Linked DNA regions of Mus musculus: regions 1 and 2 are each linked to region 3. Evidence: chromatin contacts called from public HiChIP or PLAC-seq data. All regions are on one chromosome and are shown on one strand. Each heading gives the region's core, a stretch centred on a gene start, on an enhancer-like site or on the middle of the called end of the contact. The rest is flanking DNA. Distances are from core to core; before and after follow the strand shown. Region 1 has its middle 31 kb from the start of Gm36122. Region 2 holds the start of 4930542M03Rik (RIKEN cDNA 4930542M03 gene). Region 3 holds the start of Mrps18a (mitochondrial ribosomal protein S18A).

The links. HiChIP or PLAC-seq counts read pairs in DNA pulled down with a chosen protein or histone mark.
Region 1: a contact with region 3 is called in an H3K27ac HiChIP or PLAC-seq map of embryonic stem cells, with 6 read pairs. The contact joins the enhancer-like site here to the promoter of Mrps18a in region 3. A contact is called at or near these places in 2 of 39 promoter capture datasets (the HPC-7 cell line and pre-B cells), 2 of 115 datasets of contacts at active chromatin or transcription factors (embryonic stem cells and pancreatic cancer cells) and 2 of 9 other capture datasets (adipose tissue and liver).
Region 2: a contact with region 3 is called in an H3K27ac HiChIP or PLAC-seq map of cardiomyocytes, with 3 times the contacts expected there. The contact joins the promoter of 4930542M03Rik here to the promoter of Mrps18a in region 3. A contact is called at or near these places in 1 of 39 promoter capture datasets (frontonasal cranial neural crest), 3 of 484 Hi-C or Micro-C datasets (brown adipocytes, myocytes and nephron progenitors), 13 of 115 datasets of contacts at active chromatin or transcription factors (bone marrow-derived macrophages, cardiomyocytes, embryonic limb bud and 4 more) and 3 of 9 other capture datasets (embryonic stem cells, embryonic trunk and pancreatic islet).

What each region holds. Positions count from the first base shown.
Region 1 is chr17:45,977,826-45,982,395 of GRCm38.p6, forward strand. No RefSeq gene overlaps it. Among named protein-coding and RNA genes, the nearest start is that of Gm36122, 31 kb to the left of the region's middle. Within about 2 kb of position 1,381, at least 8 of the 459 cell types and tissues checked have an H3K27ac peak or open chromatin away from gene starts, as enhancers often do. A contact at or near this core is called in embryonic stem cells, where this site is marked.
Region 2 is chr17:45,878,570-45,883,564 of GRCm38.p6, forward strand. 4930542M03Rik (RIKEN cDNA 4930542M03 gene) reads right to left here and starts at 2,883. Exons shown (of 2, transcript NR_152136.1): 1 at 2,645-2,883; 2 at 1,280-1,656.
Region 3 is chr17:46,108,585-46,113,224 of GRCm38.p6, forward strand. Mrps18a (mitochondrial ribosomal protein S18A) reads left to right here and starts at 2,420. Exons shown (of 6, transcript NM_026768.3): 1 at 2,420-2,545. The coding sequence starts at 2,434.

The sequences.
Region 1 (4,570 bases), core at 131-2,630, 130 kb before region 3:
TCCTGATTTGGCCTGACACTATGGAGTGCCTCTGTGCTGGCTCCCAGTGTCCCCTCCCTTCCTGTCTGCTCCCAGCCACTCCAATCCTACTCTGTAAGACCCCTTGCCCAGGACTGCACATTCCAGCCCCTTGTCTTAAGATTATCAATCCCGTCTTCTTTTCTGCTCTGCGGTGCTCCCAGATGTGCTCCCAGATTCTTCAGGAAGTCCTGCCCATGAGTTTCCTTTGTACATGAATATCTCATGTATTCCTGTCAGGGTTACTGTGGCTGTGATAAAACACCATGACCAAAGCAACTTGAGGGAGGAAAGGGGTTATTTGGCTCACACTTCCATAAGACTGTTTATCATTAAAGGAAGTCAGGATAGAAACTCAACAGGGCAGGAACCTGGAGACGGGAGCTGGTGCAGGAGCCACAAAGGAGTGCTCTTCACTGACTAGCTCCTTAAGGCTTCTTCAGCCTGCTTTCTTATAGAACCCAGGACCACCAGCCCAGGAGTGGTGGCACCACCCACAGTGGGCTGGGCTCTCACTAAGAAAATATTCTACACGTTTGCCCACAGCCTGATCTGATGGAGGCATTTTCTCAGTTGAGGTTCCTTCCTCTCAGATGACTCCAGTTTATGTCAACTTGACATAAAACTAGCCGGCACAGTCTGTTCAAGTCTTCAGAGTCTGGCTGAGAATTGTCTGCGGTCCCTGGACTACTTTGGCCCCTTTTTTTCTTCCTTCATTCCCAGGACACAAAAAACTGTATGTGATTGCACAGTCTAACATACATTTTTTAGAGTATCCCAGCCCTCTGGAGACATCTCTCCCTCCCAGAGATCCGTGCCTTGGGATCCTGCCTATCTTGTCAACGAAACATCAGCAGCCTGACTTTGGAAAATCCTTCTCCCAACCCTGAGCAGCTCCCATGTGGAGAGCAAAGGGAGCCGTTGACTGGATACCCTCCCTCGCTGCATCCCTCACAGCTTACCCCTCCAGCTTGAAGCCAGCTGTCTAAAATGTACAGGGAACTCCACCCCAACAGGGCTGGAACCCATTTAGAACAATACAGAGTAAAAGTGAAATAGGTGGCTGGGTGTGGTGATGTATGCTCGCAATTTCAGTGTTCTGGAGAATCAGAAGGATCAGGAGTTCAAGGCCAGCCTAAGAGCTTGAAGCCAACCCGGACTGTGTAAGATACTGCCTCAAAACTAGCTTCTGTCAGCTGTTCGCCTGGTGCCTCTTAGCTACCCCACATGGACCTCTGTCTCTGTATTCCCCGTTAGCTCAGGATCTAATTGTGTTTCCACTATGCTATTGCACAGCTCTCTGCTTTGATCCTGCCGTCCATCAACTGGGCTGGCTAAGAGTGTTTAGGACCTTACTTGGAGGTGTATGTGTGGGGGCGGGGTCATCTTTTCCAAGAAACTTTCTCTGAGCCCCAGCCCCAGGCAGGCTGACGTCATTCTCCTGGTTTTTCTTTGAGTCCTGGCTTCCGTTGCTCTTACCATACACAGGGCAAACATCATTCATTCTGCCCAGCAGTCATTTTTTTCCCCTGCCCCTTTCTCTATGCCACCAGAATCCCTACCTGTCCAGCTGGCAATGCACCCAGGTTCAGGGGGAACTCTTTTAAACACTCAAGCGCATCCATTCCTGCCTACTGGTCTTCCCGGTCTCTGCTCTGGCAAAAGCCTTTAAACTGTCAGGCTGGCCTTGAACTCCTGATTCACCTGAGCTCTGGAATAGCAAGCATACATCACCACACCCAGCCAACCATTGGTGTTTCACTCTGTATTGTTCTAAATGGGTTCCAGCCGTGGAGGGGTGGAGTCCATTGTGTGGTTTGGACTGTGAAGGCACTTTTCAAAAAGGGCTTCTGAGAAATGCTTTTCTTTCCTGATAAATGATACAATCCACTTTCCCCTTGGCTTTCTCCCTTCCTGTCTTGAGTAAAACTGTAGACGGGACCAAGGCAGCCATCTTAAGACCACTAGGCAACAATCTACAGATTGGGAGTTAATATGGTGGGGCAGAAAGGGGAAATAAAGGAAGATTTATAATAGTTATAAGAGCCGTGCTTGGGTTGACACATGTGTGTGCCGGTGTCTGTGGAGTCCAGAAGATGTTGGTTCCCTGAAAACGCAGTTCCAGGTAGTTGCTTGGTATGGGTGCTGGGAACTGAACTCAGAATCTTGGAGAGCAGTTCTAATCTTAGCTACCAAGAGTTCACCAATCCAGAAAGCCTGAGTTCAGATGATACCATCAATGCTACTGTTCCATAGAATCTTGATTCACATGCCTCCAGACTTCTGTTGTGTGAACTGTGTGACACATGTCTTTAAAAAAAGATTTATTTTATTTATTTTATGTATGAGTACACTGTAGCTGTACTCAAGGATGTGAGCCTTCATGTGGTTGTTGGGAATTGAATTTAGGATCTCTGCTCGCTCCGGTCAACCCAGCTCGCTCCGGCCCAAAGGTTATTTATTATTATAAATAAGTACACTGTAGCTGTCTTCAGACACTCCAGAAGAGGGCATCAGATCTCATTACAGATGGTTGTGAGCCACCATGTGGTTACTGGGATTTGAACTCAGGACCTTAAGAAGAACAGTCAGTGCTCTTAACCGCTGGGCCATCTCTCCAGCCCTGACACATGTCTTTACAACTCAAGTCACTGACTGCTGAGCCCTCTGTTACTTGAGACCAAATATGTTTCAATTATCATGGGAGGTCATGTGCAAACCATCTCCAAGCTGAGCAGAGCACTTCAAAGTCTGAGGTAGGAGGATTAGCATGCAATTGAGGTGCACTAAGGGCTATAAAAAAAAATCAAAACACATCTTGGAGTCTGTTTGCATGGCTAGAGACATTGACCCAACACTTATTCCATAGGTGGTGGCTCAGGGGACAAACCAACAGTTTCCCTCCCTCTGACTATTATGGGTCAAGAGATAGGTTTGTCGCATTCTAGGTTTCCTGGCAGAATCGCTTGGCCAGTTGACCCCACTGTGCTCCACCTGCTTTCCCTACCTTCTCAAGAGGAGTTCACATGCCACCCCACTGTGCAGAGAGGGCAGCATCCATGCCCCCTTGCTACCTGTGGTCAGAAAGAGGGACATACACAGAGAGCCCCAGCCATGTCTCCTTGCTACCTATGGTCAGAAAGAAGGACATACACAGAGATCCCCAGCCATGTCCCCTTGCTACCTGTGGACAGAAAGAGGGACATACACAGAGGGCCCCAGCCATGTCCCCTTGCTACCTGTGGACAGAAAGAGGGACACACACAGAGAGCCCCAGCCATGAGACTCCTCCCTCTTGGCATCTGGGTTTAGTTTTAGTCTCTGGGAATCTCACCTTCAAGAATCAAAGTTCTAGCTGAAGAGATGGCTCATCAGTTAAGAGGACTGGTTAAGGACCCAGGTTCAATTCCCAGCACCCACAGGGAGGGTCCCAACAGTTTGTAACTCCAGTTTCAGAGATGTCATGCTCTTTTGTGGCACATACATAGTGTACAAATATACATCCAGGCCAAACACTCACATGCATGAATTTAATTTAAAAAATAATAGAAGTACCAGCCAGGCATGGTAGTGCATACCTGTAATCTCAATGCATAGGAGGAGAAGGAAACAGAAGTAGTAGTTTAAGGTCACCCTTAGGAACTTAGTAAGTTCAAGACCAACCTGGGCTACATAAGACCCTGACTCAAAAAACAGCAGCAAAACAACTACCATACTCACACATGCATGTGTACACACACACATGCATACATGCATATACAAACACACTCACATATACATGTATGTACATGCACACACATACATGCATATACAAACACACACATGCACATGCACACATACACATGTACATACATGCACACCCACCCACATACACCCACATGCACAAGCATACACACAAACATACACACACACATACACACACACTCAAGAGGGGTTCACACACACGCATACACACACATGCACATACACATACAAACACACACATGCACACATACATACACATTGCACACATGCACCAAAAACAAATAAGCAAACAGTAGAAGTCAATCAAAGGCAAAACCTTTTCTACCCATGTGTATATCTGTATCCCTGTGTGGGGATCTATACACATGTATGCAGGCTTGCACACCCATCTGCTAGACAGCCAAGTGCAGACTCCCAGTGAACTGAAAAGCCATCTGGTGGGCTCTTCCACCAGTGCCAGCTGTTCTCTTTCCAGGGCTTGGCTTGAAAGATGGATGGTCTAGAATGAACTGAACTGAGTCTTACTCATTAAATAATAGATCTAGCTACTTAAGGAATAACGTGTGTGCTTTCTAGATGTAATCAATGCATTTGGCATTGATTACCAAATACCAAAGGAAGGACTACAAAGCATCACTCAGGAACAGCTACTCACAGCTGCCTACTTTGTTATTTGCTAGGTGACTTTGCCCAGGGCGTCTCAGGATAACCTTGGACCCTCCTGAAGCCTATGCATGGAGGTCCACCTCCACTCAACCCCAACCCAGGGCCACCCAGCTCTTCTCCAATGTCCCTGCTCACTTCTGTT
Region 2 (4,995 bases), core at 1,633-4,132, 230 kb before region 3:
CCTCGTGCATGCAGGTGCCCTTGTTGGCCAGTAGAGGGCGATGGATTCCCTGGAACTGGAGTTCCAAGGGGTTTAAATGGCCTGATGTGGGTGCTGGGAATTGAACCAGAGTCCTCTGCCAGAGCAGTATGTACTCTTAAATGCCAAACTGTCTCTCTAGCCCTGACATAAGCCTTGAGATCATCTCAGAAAATTCATAGAAATACAGCCCAGAATCCTATACGATCCCCATAGTTAGCACTGTAGACTGATTGCCAGGTAGTCTTAAGTGGCTGGAGCATTTACCATCCTTTCGACAATGATGGAAAGAGATTTTATTTTTATTTTTGTTTGCTTGTTTGTTTGTTTTTGGTTTTTTTTTTTTTGTTTGCTTGTTTGTTCCTAGGACAGGGTCTTACTCTGTACCCCTAGCTGGCCTGGAATTTGCTATATATAGATCAGGTTGGCCTTGAACTCAAAAGATGCCCACCTGCTTCTGCCTCCTGAATACTGGAGTTAAGAGCCACCACACCTGTCTACATATTTTGCTGGGTTTGTTTTTGTTTTGTCTTTGCATTTCTTTCTTTCTTTCTTTCTTTCTTTCTTTCTTTCTTTCTTTCTCTCTCTCTTTCTTTCGTGTGTGTGTTAAGGGAGGAGTGGGTGCATATATGTAGTGTGGTACACACGTGAAAGTCAGAGGATGATTTTGGGGAATCGGTTCTTCTACCATGTGGGTCCCAGACACTGAATTCAGGTCATTACATTAAGCCTTGATGACAGGCATCTTTACCCACTGGCCATCCTGTAGGCCCAGAGAGGGGGAATTTACATAAACGAATACCTAATGAGCCCTTTCATGCCCTAGTCCCTGTGTGGGGATGATCTCACACCCCTGCCTGTCCCCAGCGAGATCCTCATGTCTGATGAACTGTCTGCTCTCACCACTCCCTGAGGGAAGATGACCAACAACTCTCCCAGCAATCTTGACATTCTTAGCAGATGCTAAAGATGGACCTTCTGAGCCAAGCCAAACCCTCAAAAAGCCCTGTAAGCCCCTCCCATATGTCCCCAGGGTTGTCATGGTCCGGAAGGCAGCAGCCAGTTTAGGTCTGAGACAGATTATCTGGATCCCTGCCTGAGTATTCAGAAGACACACCCCCTCTAGTGTCTAGGGCTTCTTCCAGGGTGGTGGGCTGGCTCCTTTACAGTGGCTGCTGTACTATGCTCCTGGGACTCAAAACCAACACCTTGCCCTCATTAGTGCAATGTTCTAGTCAGCGGTCTTAGGGAGATGTGATGATGTTAATTATGTACTGATTTATTTAATTCCTGCTCTTGTAAAATGAGTGCTGCTTGCCTTCCTTCCTTTCCCCAGGGGCTTCTAAATTCCTGGGGGCATGGCAGGGGCTGGGGCTGCCAGCAGCAAAGATAGTGGGCTGGACTCAGAGGTCACAAAAAACTAGAGTCATTTGCTAGCTCCAGTGACCCTGAGTAACCTCCTTGAGCCCAGGATTGGGTAAGGATTATGAGTTTGGCGCTGGGCCTGCCCTGAAGGGAAGCTCTCAGTAGATCTCTGCCTCTGTTATCATTATTGTTCATTATTATTTTAGTCTCTCGACGGAAAGATCATCTCCTTCGCTCCATGTCTGTCCTGGACAAGGAATCCAGTAGAATTTCCTGCAATGAATAGAGGGCTTCAGTATCTGCGCTGTTCAACATGGTGGCCGTTTGCCCCTGTGCTTTGAGCAGCTGAGGCACTGAATGGCAGCCATGTGCCAAAGAGATTCAGAAGAGTCACCTGGGTCCTGTGGAGACCGGGCCATGAGTACAGATGCAGGCCATCTACTGAGAAAGTACTTAAGTAATATTAGCAGCCACAAACAGTGAGAAAAGTTATGACATATACAAAATCCTCCTGCCCCCGCCTCTGGAATAGCTGAGAATATAAATCAGTGCCTCTGGATAACAGGTTTGTCTGCACCATTCTGAATATCTCCTGAGCCACAGCTCAAGAAAAAAGAGCCGTTTCCACTGCTCAGGGACAAGGGGAACATGAGGACCATGAGGATAAAGATAACTGCCTCATCTGGTCATACAGAATGCTCCCGGGAGAGGCAGCCAGGGTACTGCACAGAGAGGAGGTTTGGTGAGCATCTATCTGATGGTGGGGTGTGACCTTTCTTCATTCCAGTTCTCCAACTCCAAACAGGGAGTTGTTAAAGTCTGTGTCTTTTCTGAACACTAAGTTTCCATAGATCCATCTATCTGCCAGGCTCGGTCCAATAGCTGGAGGTGGGAGGTATGACCAGAAAACAACGGGCCAATAGCTGGAGGTGGGAGGTATGACCAGAAAACAACGGGCCAATAGCTGGAGGTGGGAGGGTACTACCAGAAAGCAACCGGCTTCTAAGAAATGGTTGGGCTGGATGCAAAGCCAGGGCCCAAAGCTAGTCTTCGGAATTCCCCTTTCTGACAACCAAATGAGAAAACAGTTCCTCCATTTCAGAGAATTGGTGCAAGCTTGTAACCTTTGCTTCTTGCACAGCAAAAGCTTGAGCCACGGGGTGGAGGTTTCCCAACTCTAGGACTCCTCAGTGTCTCCAGAGGCAAAACCTCAAATTCCTCCCAAAGAATAGGATCCTCTGAGAGTCCCCAAAATCCTTACCTTCATCCTGGCTCACTGCCTTCTGGGTTCTCATAGGACAAGGTAGGGTTAAGGAGCCTCTATAAATTGTGTCTCTTTGTAGAACAGCGGTTCTCAACCTTCCTAATGCTGCGACTCTTTAATACAGTTCCTCACGTGCGGTGACCCCCAACCTTAACATTTTTCATTGCTACTTCATAGCTGACATTTAGCCACTGTTATGAATCACACCGTAAATCTCTGATCTACAGGATATCTGATATGCAACCCCAATGGGGTCCCGACCCATAGGTTGAGAACCACTGTTCTAGAATCTCCTGGCCTACTGTTGGAGATTCCCGCGTCTGTAGCCAGGAGCAACAAGACACCAACCAGAGCCAAGGGCACACAGTATATTTCTTAACTGGATTTGGGATGACTAAGTACAGTGGGTGGTAAAGCCAGACGAGATGACTGACTGTCAGCTAGACATGTGGCCACCTGGTTAACAGGTTCAGATAGGGTCTTCCTGCTTCTGCTTGGTCTACACTACACTCTACTGTAGAGCACCTTGGGACAGAGGTCAACTCTGTTCTGACAGGGCCCTGTGTCCTTGCCCGGGGAACCTTTTCCCAGTCCCACAAAGTCCCTGGCTTCCACAGCAGAATTTCAGCTTTTGAAAAAGCCCAGCTTCAGGCCAGCCTACCCAACCATCCAGTTCTGGGTCTGGGGTAGGTGGAGATCACCTGTACCTACTCAGCTGGGAAGTAGGTTGACCCTGGGATCCACTGCCCCCCACCCCACCCTCCACCATATTAACTGCTTACCTCACTCCTGTGACAAAGTACCTAACGGAAACAGCTTAAGAAAGGAAGGGCTTATTTCTGCTCATCATTTTCTTATTATTTAGTGTGTGTGTGTGTGTGTGTGTGTGTGTGTGTGTGTGTGTGTGTGTGTAAGCTCCCACATACCACAGCCTGTGCAGGCAGGCTGATGTACCATAGTGCATACACTGTAAAGAGGCCAGGGGACAACTTGGGAGTCAGTTCTCTCCTTCTCTCTGTATGGAGACGCTGTCTCTCATTGGTTCTGCCATCCTGTGTACCGCAGGCTAACTGGCCGCTGAACTTCTGGACGGTTCCTGTGTCTCCCATCCCGCTCTGAGAGTGCCAGGGTTACAGATGCATGCCCCTCAGCTGGCTTTTGATATGGGTTCTGGGGACTGACCTCAGGTTTGACCTATCAAACCATCTCCCTGTCTCCTATTGGAGGATATGATCCATCTTGGCAGGGAGGCCAGAAACATGAGGTGGCTGGTCCACATTGCAGCAACAGTTAGGAAGCAGAGAGAGAGAGAGAGAGAGAGAGAGAGAGAGAGAGAGAGAGAGAGAGAGAGATGCTGGTACTCAGACGTCCCTCTCCTTTGGTTTCTATTCAGTCTAGGACCAAGGTCCACGGATGGTGCTGAGCACAGGGTGGGACTTTCTACGGCAACTAATTTGGCCCAGATACTCCCACACAGACACACCGCTGGGTAATTCTAATGTCAGTCAGGTTGACATTGATGAAAAGATACCACACTGTTGCACTTGAGATTACAGGCCCATCTCTAGAACTTTTGGAAGGGACAGGAAGGAAGCTGTCTTTGCTCTGGCTGACACCTGGCACCAGCTGATCCTGGCTGAGTAGCTTTTGAGGCCTTCCCGCCCTTGGACTCTCATTGTGTGTGGGAATGACTCTGGATACTAGGCTGTGCACAGCCCAGCAGTCAGTCAGCTCAGGCCAGACCTTTCTGTGAGGAAGAAACCAAACCAGAGAGGGCTGGACGCCAGAGCTAGAAGGACCAGAGCTAGGAGGAAGCACCCAGAGCTAGGAGGATCAGAGCTAGGAGGGAGCACCCAGAGCTAGGAGGACCAGAGCTAAGAGGGAGCACCCAGAGCTAGGAGGATCAGAGCTAGGAGGGAGCACCCAGAGCTAGGAGGACCAGAGCTAAGAGGGAGCACCCAGAGCTAGGAGGATCCAGAGCTAGGAGGATCCAGAGCTAGGAGGGAGCACCCAGATCTAGGAGGATCCAGAGCTAGGAGGGAGGACCCAGAACTAGGAGGACCCAGAACTAGAAGCACCCAGTATGTATAGTTTCGTTTTGGACACAGAACTCTCTTCATGAGACCTCATCCCCCTTTCCCTTAGATGGTGGTTCCCTGGGAGCAAGCTGTGTTCTCCCTGCCACACTGGCCCAGGAGCAAGACTGGAACCGTTGTCACCACCATCACCAGCTCCAGCCATAGAAAAGAACAATTTCTGTCTGTGCTGTTAGCATCTTAGAGGAACATCCTGACTCTCCTGAGAAGCTGGGTCAGGGACACCAAGTTATCCTCTTCCCTGCATCTCTG
Region 3 (4,640 bases), core at 1,170-3,669:
CCAAAAGGCATGCTTGTCCCAGCACTATGTGTAATGGTCCCACGTGGGGATGATCCAAACAGAGAAAAGGATATTTAAAATGATATGCATTCTAAGAAAATACTTTATAAAGGTCAAATCAGGAAAATGTTGTTTGTGGTGCCAAAGATTGAGAAAATAGCTATCCTTGGGAGGAGTGACTGGGAGGATGTACAACTTAGTGTCCTAGAGTGTTGACTGTGTTCTACTTGTTAGCATGGAAAATAGACTTATTCTATGGAAATTCATCAAGCTGTCCACTGAAGATTGGTGTACTTTACTTACATGCTTAATTCTTTAATTTTAAAAATAGGTTGTGTGTGTGTGTTTAAAGAAATTTTTGAAGACACATGCACACTTTTAATCTCAGCCTTTGGGAGGCTAGCCTGGTCTATATAGCAAGTTTTAGGACGGCCAGTAAAACCCTGTAGCTAGCTAGCTAGCTAGCTAGCTAGTTAGTTAGTTAGAACCTCTTGAGCAAAATATGGTGGCACAAAATTGTTTTGTCATGTAGGAGCTAATAATAAACAGGCTCAGAAAAACAAGATGGCTCACAACAAAGAGCATGAATGAATGAATAAACATGAACCGTGGTGATTTCCTTGTTCAAGATAATTGGTGCTCACCTCAGGATTCTCTGTTGTATTTATTCCTTTTTCCTTCATTTTTTTTCTACTATGACCAGGTTACCTGTTTTCTTTTAACCTGTCTTTATAGAAAATGAAAGCTGGTTTTGAAAATATCATTTACCATTTTCTTCATTCATTCATTCATTCGTTCGTTCGTTTTAGAAACTGTCTTTTTCCTCTAGCTTCTTGCCATTTGATTTAAGCAGAACAGCCCAGAAACACTCAGTTCAGTTCCAGCCCATTCAGTGGCCTGAGCAGTGGGAACCCAGTGCTGGCCGGGCTCTCCAGCCTTCAGTAGGAAACTGCTGGACAGGCACAAGGAGGACATGCACACCCCTCAGTCTGCCACCTCTGGTGGAGCAGCAGTGAACCCAGGAGCCAGGGTGACCCATACATCCTTCAGTTCCTCCTTTCCACAGCCTTTTCATTGGCTGCGTGCTCTTTCTTCTATGTCTCGTCAGGGTCTCTGTAGGGGGAGAGATCAGGCATGACCGCCCATGGATGCTCACACAAGGTGTACATCCATGGGAAGAACTTAATGGGTCAGAATCCACTACATCACCCCCAACTGAGTGAGCTCCCTTTTATGATGCATGGGCTAACTGATTGTTTCCAGCTGAAAGGCCACATCTCTCAGCTTCCCTTTCAGACTACGAAGTCATTTCTACTCCTGTAAGGGGCTGTTGCCCATCTTCCCTTGCTGAGAATAAGCATTGTCCCTGCTAAGGACAAACTGAGCCTCTCTTTCTGTCTCTCTACAGCTGCCTTTAAATAACCTAGCATAATGGTGGTGCAGCAACCCGGGCTTTGACACCAAATGTTAGATCTCTTAGGCAGTGTAGGGAGACAGAAGACCGAAAAAGAGGCTAAAGCCTTTTCTCCGCAGAGAGGTCTGTTCATTCCAAAACAGTGAAGGACAAAAGAGGTGCCAATGTGGGAAACGCTGGCAGTGACTCTTTATAGGGGGGGAGGGGGGAGCGGTGTTGTTTCCATTCATAAAGAACTAGGGATGCCCTGGGCTTCCCAGGATGCAGCCACAAGGGTGACTAGGGTGGCCCAGCTTCGCATTCCTCTCTGCACTGGCGGACTGACCAAAGTCATTTGTAGGAATCCTGTCTCCTGACCAAAGCATTCTATAATTCCAAACCCTGCAAGAAATCAGGGAAGTGTATATAAACACAAAGATTGAAAGTGTGTATAAGGGGCTGGAGAGATGGCTCAGCGGTTAAGAGCACCAACCACTCTTCCGAAGGTCCTGAGTTCAAATCCCAGCAACCACATGGTGGCTCACAACCATCTGTAATGAGATCTGACGCCCTCTTCTGGGGTGTCTGAAGACAGCTACAGTGTAATTAGATATAATAATATCTTTGGGCAGGAGAGCAAGCAATGATGGCTCACAACCATCTGTACAGCTACAGTGTACTCATATACATTAAATAACTAGCTAACTAACTAAATAAATAAATCTTTTAGAAAAGAAAAGAAAGTGTGTATTAGCAACAAAGATCGGCAGGTGGGAGGGGTGGTCAACTGTATTCCACCTCTGATGCTGAGGGCCAGAGTCCTTACCATCCCAATCTGTCCTGACAGGTCTAGCCTCAGTCACAAAAGCTGCCCAGCAGGAAGAAAAACTAAGGAAACCGGGTGGCGTGTAATTTACAGACAGAGGAGGTGACAGAAACAGAAGGGATCGGTGACCACGAGAAACCCTCCCGCCGCACAGCGGCTGCGCACACCCCTGCTCCGGAAGCGGAAGTGCACACGCGGTCAGGTGCGTTCCAAGATGGCGGCCCTCAGGGCTCTGGTGTCAGGCTGCGGGCGGCAGCTCCAAGCGTTCCTGGCAGGCCCCGCTGCCACTGGCTGGTTATGGCTTCCAGCTCGCGGGTTGAGAGAAGGTGAGTCCCAGGACCCAGCGACCCCCGGGACTTGAGGAGAGCGTCGTGACACTTCAGCCAGCCGCGATGTGCCCCTCCCTCTCAGCGACTCTGAGACCCGGGAGGTGCGATCCCCCGCGGGCCGCTTAAAGGCTTTACAGACGCTGGCGGGGTGGCTTCACCTCCCGGTTCTCAGTGTCTTCCGAAAGTCAAGGAGAACTGAGAGAAAGACCTGGTCGTTTAAAGATCAAAGAGAAGAATGTCTCAGAGTTCAGAAAAGCTATAAAGGCTGAGTGTTAATTCTCCCATCATTTTCCAAATCGCCTCCTCCTTGGTTAAAGCATGCCGCCAAGCCCACCTTATCAATTCTTCTCTGAAAAATGTGTGATTAAATGGTCACTTTCTCTGCCTAAGCTACGGACTTGTAAGATAGCAGCCAAAGTGCAATGGCAGTTGAACAACTAAGACTTGCTAAATGTTAGGTCTGCATTTCATTAATATTAAATCTGGAAAGGTAACCAGATTCTAGCATCATCTGAGACCTTACTGAAGGTCAAACGCTGTGAGTCTAGCTGTAAAAGGACTGTAAAGGGAAAAAGCACGGCTTCCTTGGGTTCTAACGAGCTATGTATACATCCCCACCAATAAACGGAAGTTATCCGTTTGCATGAAAAAGTACAGTAAGATTCTGTAACCAGAAATAGCAAAGTCAGTTTGAAATTTTCATAAAGAGGATGCTCTTGAACAGGCTCGTAAAAGGATGGAGTTTGGCAGAGTGAAAAGGTCTTTCTGGATATAGTCTTTTCTGTATTCTGTGAGAAGCAGGAAAGGATAAGTGATGTAGATAAAGAAATGATGCGGGAAGGGACTTGTCTTTAAAATTGGCCAACCAGGGAATATTAGTTAAAACTGAGAAATAAGTTGGGCGTGGTGGCTCACAACTTTAATCCCAGCACTCGGGAGGCAGAGGCAGGCAGATTTCTGAGTTTGAGGCCAGCCTGGTCTACAGAGTGAGTTGACAACCAGGGCTATACAGAGAAACCTTGTCTCGAAAAACCAAAAAAAAAAAAAAAAAAAAAAAAGAATGGCAGATAGATAAACTGGGCAGTGGTAGCACCCCTTTAATCCCAGGAGACAGAGGCAGGCAGATTAAGTTCAAGGCCAGCCTGGCCTACAGAGCGAGTTCTAGGAGAGTTCTAGGACAGTTAGGGCTACATAGAGATAACCTGTCTTGAAGATAGAAGAAGGAGAAGGAGAAAGAAGGAAGAAGGATGAGGAGGAAGAAGAAGAAGGAAAAAAGAAGAAAGAGTGGCCAATAAGGGATTCAGTTCAGGGGAATCAAGAGATAATTAAGGGGGCATTTGTGTGTGTGTGTGTGTGTGTGTGTGTGTGTCAGATTAACTCATCAAGAAGGTCACCAGTGAGATCTTGTGGATGGCAGAGTGGACTCGGATACAGTGTTTCAACTGTCCCCAGGCTGCAACATGGGGCTTAAGCTCATAATGTTTTTGAGGGTAACTGACCTGTCAGATACTAACAGCTCCAAATTGCATATCCCTTATGAAATGCAGCATAAAGCTTCTTTTGTTTTGTTTTTTGAGGCAAGGTCTCACCAAACTGACCTAGAACTTGCTATGTAGATCAAGCTGGCCTTAAACTCACAAAGATCCACCTACTTCTTCCTCCTGAGTAAGGGCTTCTTAACTGAAGAGTTTGTGGACTGATGAACCATCTAATCAGTCTTTAGAGTCATCCTCTACAAATACCTGATTGCAGCTCTCCACTCTGTCAGCCACTGTTTAGAGAGCCTGGACCAAAGGCTAAATACTGAAGTGAAGTGAATTGAATTGAAGATATGCCTTTACATGAAAGCGCTGTCGTGTTTTATATTCTTTTGGATAAGTGAACCTTGAAGCACCCTCCCTTTAGGAAAGGCATATATACAGCTGATTTGTGTTGCTCTAGTGAGGATGTTTGTCACTCAAATAGTATTGTACATATAACATTCGCAGTTGTGGAAAACAAGCTGAGTCTCTTGCTGAAAATATTCATGCCTCTTGTTTTTCAAAGATAAAACTATATAACTCTAGTAAGAATTCATGAGACTTGGAATTGA